Linked DNA regions of Macaca mulatta: region 1 is linked to region 2. The links are chromatin contacts, called in public Hi-C maps. All regions are on one chromosome and are shown on one strand. The core of a region is the stretch at or near the end of the contact, and the rest is flanking DNA. Distances in the headings are between cores, read along the strand shown. Region 1 holds the start of ALG3 (ALG3 alpha-1,3- mannosyltransferase). Region 2 holds the start of ABCF3 (ATP binding cassette subfamily F member 3).

Region 1 (3,985 bases), core at 442-2,941, 61 kb before region 2:
GGGATCTCACTATGTTGCCCAGGCTGGTCTTGAGCTCCTGCACTCAAGTGATCCTTCCACCTTGGCCTCCCAAAGTGCTGGGATTACGAGCGTGAACCGTGAGCCCAGCCCACAGTCCAGGTTCTTTTTGTTTTATTTTGTTTTGTTTTTGAGATGGAGTTTTGCTCTTCTTGCCCAGGCTGGAGTGCAATGGCACGATCTTGGTTCACCACAACCTCCACCTCCCGGGTTCAAGTGATTCTCCTGCCTTAGCCTCCCAAGTAGCTGGGATTACAGGCATGTGCCACCACACCCGACTAATCTGTTGTATTTTTAGTAGAGATGGCATTTCTCTATGTTGGTCAGACTGATCTCGAACTCCCGACCTCAGGTGATCCGCCCGCCTTGGCCTCCCAAAGTGTTGGGATTACTGGCGTGAGCCACCGCGCCCAGTCTAGTTCTTAACCACTAAATTATACTTTTTTTCTATCCCTAGTAATGTTCTATTTCTCAAACTGAGTGGAATAGACACACACATTAGATTTGTTATTTATACCTTACATATGTACTATATTACATATATCTTTTATTTATTAAAGACGTCACTTAAACATACAAAAAGGCTTTTACAAAGAGCAAAGTAAAAACGACAATTGGAAGAAAACCTGTTGCTCATTCAAACTTTACTAGCGCCTCCAAGGTTGACAGTAGGAGAGAACCTCAAGAGGACAGCCGAACACCCCAGAGCCCTACCTTTCCTCCAGCACGTCTTCCCTTTGGGGAATCGCATCACCCTGGGCGGCAATCTCCCCTCCACCCTTAGAGGGTGCTGTTCTCACTCTCTAAGGCATAGGACCAAGTTTCAGATAGGACTCTCTCTAGATGACTCTGGCTCCCAGTGCCCAGGAGTAAAAAGAAAAGCACTGGGCATTATTCTCGAGGTGCCTGCGCGTGCCGCCTCCGATGTGAACTCGCAGTCCCATTTCTAGAACTGAATCTAAAGCTCAGAACCGGTTCATGACTTGTCCTAAGTTACAGAAGTCAATTAGCGATAGGACTTGAACTAGGTCCTCTGAGCAATTCGGTCCCCAAGGCTGCCTGCCTCCCGAGGGTCCGGACACGGTCTTCTTGGGTACCCCCCACGTTCAAACCCTGAGGGGGTGTCTTTCTCCCGAGGGCCCCGGGACCGACAATCTCTTACTCTATTTGCCTTGACTAAATACAGCCGGGACTCTGAAGGAGCTGGATCTCGCGTCCCAACTCAGGCGTCCTCCAAGAGGGTAGACAGGCGGGAGGAAAGCGGACCGGGCCAAGCCCGCGCGGCGCCGGTCCTGCCAGCTCTACCTGGCGGGGCCGCGCCGGGATTACCCACCTAACACAAGGATACGGTCCTCGGGCCGCAGCTCCGGCTCTAGGAGGGCACGGAAGGAGGAGAAGTCCCCGAACCAATCGTAGGGGGCAGAATCGGCTGCGCCTTGGTAGCGCTGATCCCAGTACTGGACTTCGCGGTACCCGCAGTTCCGCTCCGGTAACTCCGGCGGCGCTCTACCGGCCCCTGGAGAAGCCATGCTCTCAACCGCGGGGACTGCCAGAGCCGCCGGCCCTTCAGCCAATACGGACGGCAGGATGCAGAAGGCTGGGCCCTGGTGTCTCCGCCCACCACCTGCAGTTGCTCAACACAAACACGTGGAACTTCCGTCCTTTACTAAGCGCTCTTTGAACAATCCTCCGGCTGGGAAAACCATCGTCCAGACCCTGAATCCTCCGGCTGTATTGCCAACTCATTTCCTAGAGCTGCATTCATGGTGTCAGACTCACGTGGGCTCATCACTGCGTCCTCTCATATTTTCAATGTGAATTACTTTTATTAGGAAGTCTGAAAATCAGTGAAAGGTTCATTTTTCTCAGCATCCGGAAGGCTCTAAGCAGAGGCAGGAGGGGCGCGAACAGGGGCTTTGCCCTCCTGGAGAGACAGCATGAACACAGATGTTCCCAGCGTAAGCGAAGTAGAATGTTGGCTTCAGGGACTGTAGCGGAGGTAGGCAGGAATGTTGCTTTTCTGGACATTCGTTCTAAATTAGCGCCTGTGTACCTAGGGCTGGGTATAAACTGAGGAGTAAGACATTGTTCCTGCTCCTATGGAGCGTGGAGTGCATCAGAGGAGACAAATGTAGAGGAAAAATTACATTTTAGTGGAGTAAATGAAGACTGGCTACCCGGATCGGCGCTTAGCCTGGTGGGACGCCAGGCGCGGGAAGCGGAACCTAAGTGTCGAAGGTTCGGGTTTCCGCGGGTGGTGGGCCCACACAAGCGGTGCACCGTTAAGATGGCCGCTGGGCTGCGGAAACGCGGACGGTCCGGTTCCGCGGCCCAGGCAGCGGGACTCTGCAAGCAATGGCTGCAGCGCGCCTGGCAAGAGCGGCGCCTGCTGCTGCGGGAGCCGCGCTACACGCTGCTGGTGGCCGCCTGCCTCTGCCTGGCGGAGGTGGGCATCACCTTCTGGGTCATTCACAGGGTGGCATGTGAGTGCGCCGAGGGGGAGGGGAGGGGAGGGGAGGGAGGGAGACCTGAACCCGCGACCCAAACTGGATCTCAGACCTGGAACTCAAAACCAGACTCTGTATCCACTCACTCATCAATTGCAAACCCATACATATCCCTTACCTGAGCTCCAAGCCTGCTCTACAGAAACCGGATCTTAATCTGCCCGCATGGCAGAGGTGGATACCCTAGAGATTGGCCTTCTGCACTGAACTTACAGCCTGCGAACTAGCTTAGAAGTCAGATTTGAGCCAAAATTGTTGTATTGCTGCTGTTGCTGCTTTTCTCTGTGGCTTTGGACACCTCAGGTCTCCTCCTGAATCTCAGCTTTTTCCATGTATTCAGTTCTGTGATCTTTGAACGTCCCTTCTCAATGATGGCATTTTGTGACCACTTGAGTCCATTAGGCACTATTGGCTACTCTTTTCCAGGCTGAAACTATACTCTAGGCTTAAGGCACTTGACTTTCTTGCTAAAGACTCTTAATTCAACAAATATTTATTTAGTGCTTATTATATGCACTAAATATTTATTTAGTGCTTACTATATTACCAGAGAGAGGTACAGTGGTGAATAAGAGATGCATTTCTAACTCCGGTCTGGACAATAAGTTAGCAGGCAATGATAATGCATCGTATTCATCATGGTAGTAAGACAGAATGCCATAAAGGGCATAGGAAGTCACTTAAACCAGATTGGAGGAGTCAGCAAAGGCTTCATAGAGCCACCCTTGAAGGAAGGTAGGAACTAGCTAGTTAAGGAAAGAAGGAAAAGGTGAGGGGAAGGAGTGCTCTGGGCAGAGGATCCTCTATTAAAAATATCCAGTTAGGCCGGGTGCGGGAGCGCAGGCCTGTAATCCCAGCATTTTGGTAGGCCTAGGTGAGTGATCTCCTGAGGTCAGGAGTTTGAGACCAGCCTGGCCAACATGGTGAAACTCCATCTCTACTAAAAATATAAAAATTAGCCGGGGGTGGTGGCACATGCCTGTAATCCCAGCTACTCGGGAGGCTGAGACAGGAGAATCGCTTGAACCTGGGAGGCGGAGATTGCAATGAGCCAAGATTGTGCCACTGTACTCCAGCCTGGGTGACAGAGTGAGACTCCGTGTCAAAAAAAAAAAAAAAAAAAAAAACAGAAACTCTCTAGTTAGAGTGGGCACGGTGGCTCATGCCTGTAATCCCAGCACTTTGGGAGGCTGAGGTGGGCGGATCACTTGGGGCCAGGAGTTAAAAGACCAGCCTGGCTGGGCACGGTGGTTTACGCCTGTAATCCAAGCACTTTGGGAGCCCGAGGCGGGCGGATCACCTGAGGTCAGGAGTTCAAGACCAGCCTGGCCAACATGGTGAAACCCTGTGTCTACTAAAATAGAAAAATTAGCTGGGCATGATGGCAGGTGTCTGTAATCCCAGCTACTTGGGAGGCTGAGACGGAAGAATTGCTTGAACCGGGGAGATAGTGGTTGTGG
Region 2 (3,593 bases), core at 796-3,295:
GCTAGCATCTTCAGTAATGTTGTCTTCCCCAACCCATTCCGCCCCACCAGCCCGTAACGGCGGCCCCATGCCAGGTTCACATCTGCTCCAGCCAGCAATACTCTGCAGGAGTGGAGACAGGAGACCAAAGATGCTCTAGAAATAGGTGCACAGCAAGTTAAACAACAAACCTCACATTGTTTGTAGCCCCATTTCATCTCTCCAAATTCTCCTCTAATTAGAAAAAGAAAGCCAACCCCTGCCACCACTATCCCCTCACCTATCGCCAAAAGACACATCAAAGTTCTCAATTCGCACATCATAGGATTTGTTCTTGCCAGATGATTCCAACCGACTCTCCTTTCTGCTGCCTGCCTGGCTGGCTGATGCCTCTTCTAAGACTCTTTAAAGGGAGAAATGGACAGCTCTTAATGCTCCCCACCACCTTCTGTCCAGGCAAGAACTGCTCCGCTCTCTTCTGGGCCATGCTTCCCCCACTCACAGAGGGTTGCTGGTCTTGAGCGTGTCCTTCTCTGAGCGCTTCTCCTGCTTTGCCTTAAGTCGAGCCTCGGCCTTCTCCAACTTCTTTGCATTCACTGTCTAAGGGTCCAAACACATCTACTTCACTCTAGGGTGTAGGCTCAGAAAGGAACCCCAAGAGAGAACATCTCGAGTAAACCCTCTTAACTTACCCATGATGAACAGACTCAAAGGCTCAGGGAAAGACATAGTCAGAAATCCCCCAAAAAGATACTCCAATTAGACAGTCAACTCCCAACCCCATCACAGACACAGTCCCCTCCCTTGCTTCCTCCTCCTCACCGAGGACTGTTCCCTCTTTAGCAGTCCTGGAAGTTTGGTTCCACAGTCTGTAAGCGATAAGAAAAGCAGTCACCTTCTCCCTGAGGGAAGGGAAACTAACACTTTGAGTGACTAATATGAACCAAGCACAGACACAGACGTTTTCTATAAAGCCTTATAATCCTGCAGATAGATGGCTATTATCTTCCCTGCACTAAAACAAAACAAAACAAAAACAAACACACAAACAAAAAACTCACATAAAAGGATAAAGAGGCATAGACGAGGCTGGGGACAGATAACCAACTCTTACAAGATCATGCAGCTGGTAAGTTGCAAAATTGGGGGTGAAAGCAAGTCTGTCCAGCTCCAGGTTCTTATGCTTCCTACCATACCCAAGAGCTGGGAGAATCCTCCAACCTCCTCCCCATCCCCATCATGGGCTCTTTTGCCCTCTGTGAAGACATCAACTAGCTCTTACAACCCTGTCCTGTGGAAAAGACGTAGGAGCCCTAAGCTGCAGGGAGCAGATGGTTGGGGGCGCAGAAAAGGACAGGAGGGCAGTTAGTTCAACCTCCCCTGACTCTCACCGTAGTTCTCTGTTATCTTTGACAACTGGATGGGAGCGTCCAGTAGCACCTGGCTATTTCCCTGGCTCTGTGGCTCAGCCCTATGTGGGTAGGGATAGAAAGCGCAGTTAGGAGTTGAAGGAAAAGCTCTATGGCCATCAGATCTTCTTCCCCCACCTCTTGTCTCCGGACCGTTCGCCGCCCTTTCGCCCCCATCAACCCCTACTCCCTGGCACATACAGGCGCAGAGTGTTGTACATGCGCTGGCACACGGCCCTGATGCCCGCGTCATCCTTGCTGTCCCCGGACACCTCTTGCAATAGTTCCCCCACAGCTTCCACCAGGTCATCCACGGACTCGAAGTCCGCGCTGCCGCTGTGCAAGACGCCTGGGCAGGGCGTGGTAGAACGAGGAAGGTATCGGGTAGGGTGAACACACAAGCAGCTTCAGTCCCCAGACAGAGGCCCCAGTCCAGGCTCCAGACCCAACCGGCCCCCGGGACAAGAGGTCATGCAGAGGAGAGGCCTGGCAACAGTCCCAGGCACGACGCTCGTTTAGACTTTCCCCCAGCCTCCACTTCGGTCTCCCCAGCCGGCCGATTCAGTTCCGCTTACCCGTCACGTAGTCGAAGACTTGTCCGTCAATTTCGGGGAACTCGCTCCGCAGGATTTCGGCGCAAGTCGCCATGTTCCAGTCAGGAGCCCGTCCGCGCAGTCGCTGTGAGACCCCGGCCTAGGCCCGCCCCCCGCCCTGCCCCCGAAACTCGCCCTTCCTTGCAAGGCGCATGCGTAGCGGCGACGCAAGAAAGGAGCGGAGTGCGCGAAGCCCGGTGGGCGGGGCGAGCGGGGCCTTGAGGAGAGGCGCCGAGTCTGCGCCGGAGCAGCTCTCTCTGCGCGTGCGCGACACCTTTTCCGCTGAAAGATTACCCCCCTGTGCGGTTCTTGCTGCCTTCTGGGAGGTGGAGTTCCCGGAGCGAGCGGTGGGGTGGAGCTCAAGTTTTATCAGGGCCGCGAGGCACCGGTGGTCTGGCGGATGGGAGCCTCCCAAGAGGCAAGCGGCTGATAAAGTATTTTGGCTTTGCCAGGTTTTATGCGCTCCCTCGAGGCGCGTCTGCTGCTGCTGCTGCTGCTGCTGCTGCGCACCCAGCCAGGTCCATTTTGGAGCCCGCCCAGAGCTTTGCTGACTCACCCCGGTCCCTCTCAGAAGCCCCCTGCTCAGTGCTTTGCTTTCGCGGGTCCTCAGACCCTACGGCTCGTCAGCCTGGTTGCCAGCGCCACCCGCCTCCCCGCCGCGACTTGCCTCTTCACACTGTATAATTCAGCCGACCTTTGTGAATTAAGCCAATTCAGTTCTTCCACCACTCCAGGGCACGACCAAATCCACCGCCAAAGGGCAAGAAAACCAGGACAATGTGGCCTGTATAAATTATTCCCTACATACACCCAAAGCAGACTTCTCCGCACTCAGTAAATGCCAGTAAAAGGCTATTTCCTTTCACCGATTCCCTCAGGAAGTTAGGAATTTCCTCCAAAATGACGCTACTGCTTTACATTTAAATCGTAAATATTCCTCCGATGGTTCTCTAAAAGTGGCACCGAAAACTATATTACCCATTCACCCCTTTGGATTAAACACTGCCATCATGAGGAGTCAATCCGGATACTGAATCATTTTACAGGAAATACAGGTAAAGAGGAATATGTTAAGTGACTTCTTGGGGACAACAGGCAAACTACAGAACTCTGGTTTCTTCGACAAAATTGCAAGACCTGAAGGGAAACATCGATTTTTAAAATTTGAGAAGCATTAGCCAACCACAATGAACCTTGTCTGGAAAAATTTGGTAAGACACCTGGTTAGTGAACACAGATTGGATGTGATATTAAGGAACAGGTCACACATTGATCATAGTTGAAGTTCGGTGATGAGACATGGAGATGCATTTATATATATATATATATATATTTTTTTTTTTTTATTTGAGACAGAGTTTCACTCTTGTTGCCCAGGCTGGAATGCAATGGCGCGATCTTGGCTCACTGCAACCTCCACCTCCTGGGTTCAAGCCATTCTCCTGCCTCAGCCTCCCGAACAGCTGGGATTACAGACATGCACCACCATGCCCAACTCATTTTGTAATTTTAGTACAGACAGGGTTTCTCCATGTTGGTCAGGCTGGTCTTGAATTCCTGACCTCAGGTGATCCACCCACCTCGGCTACCAAAGCGCTGGGGTTACAGTGTG

Evidence for each region. A called contact is a pair of places that touch in the nucleus more often than the background predicts.
Region 1: a Hi-C map of cortical neurons shows a contact between it and region 2, with 2.9 times the contacts expected there. The contact joins the promoter of ALG3 here to the promoter of ABCF3 in region 2. A contact is called at or near these places in 4 of 14 Hi-C or Micro-C datasets (cortical neurons, fetal cortex germinal zone, fetal cortical plate and 1 more).

The regions. Positions count from the first base shown.
Region 1 is chr2:96,381,087-96,385,071 of T2T-MMU8v2.0, reverse strand. ALG3 (ALG3 alpha-1,3- mannosyltransferase) reads left to right here and starts at 1,691. Exons shown (of 9, transcript XM_077991882.1): 1 at 1,691-2,017. It overlaps EEF1AKMT4 (EEF1A lysine methyltransferase 4), which reads right to left and starts at 1,676. Exons shown (of 3, transcript XM_015131481.3): 1 at 1,352-1,676. The coding sequence starts at 1,547.
Region 2 is chr2:96,320,431-96,324,023 of T2T-MMU8v2.0, reverse strand. ABCF3 (ATP binding cassette subfamily F member 3) reads right to left here and starts at 2,045. Exons shown (of 22, transcript XM_077991879.1): 1 at 1,964-2,045; 2 at 1,590-1,737; 3 at 1,371-1,450; 4 at 802-848; 5 at 482-579; 6 at 260-382; 7 at 1-102.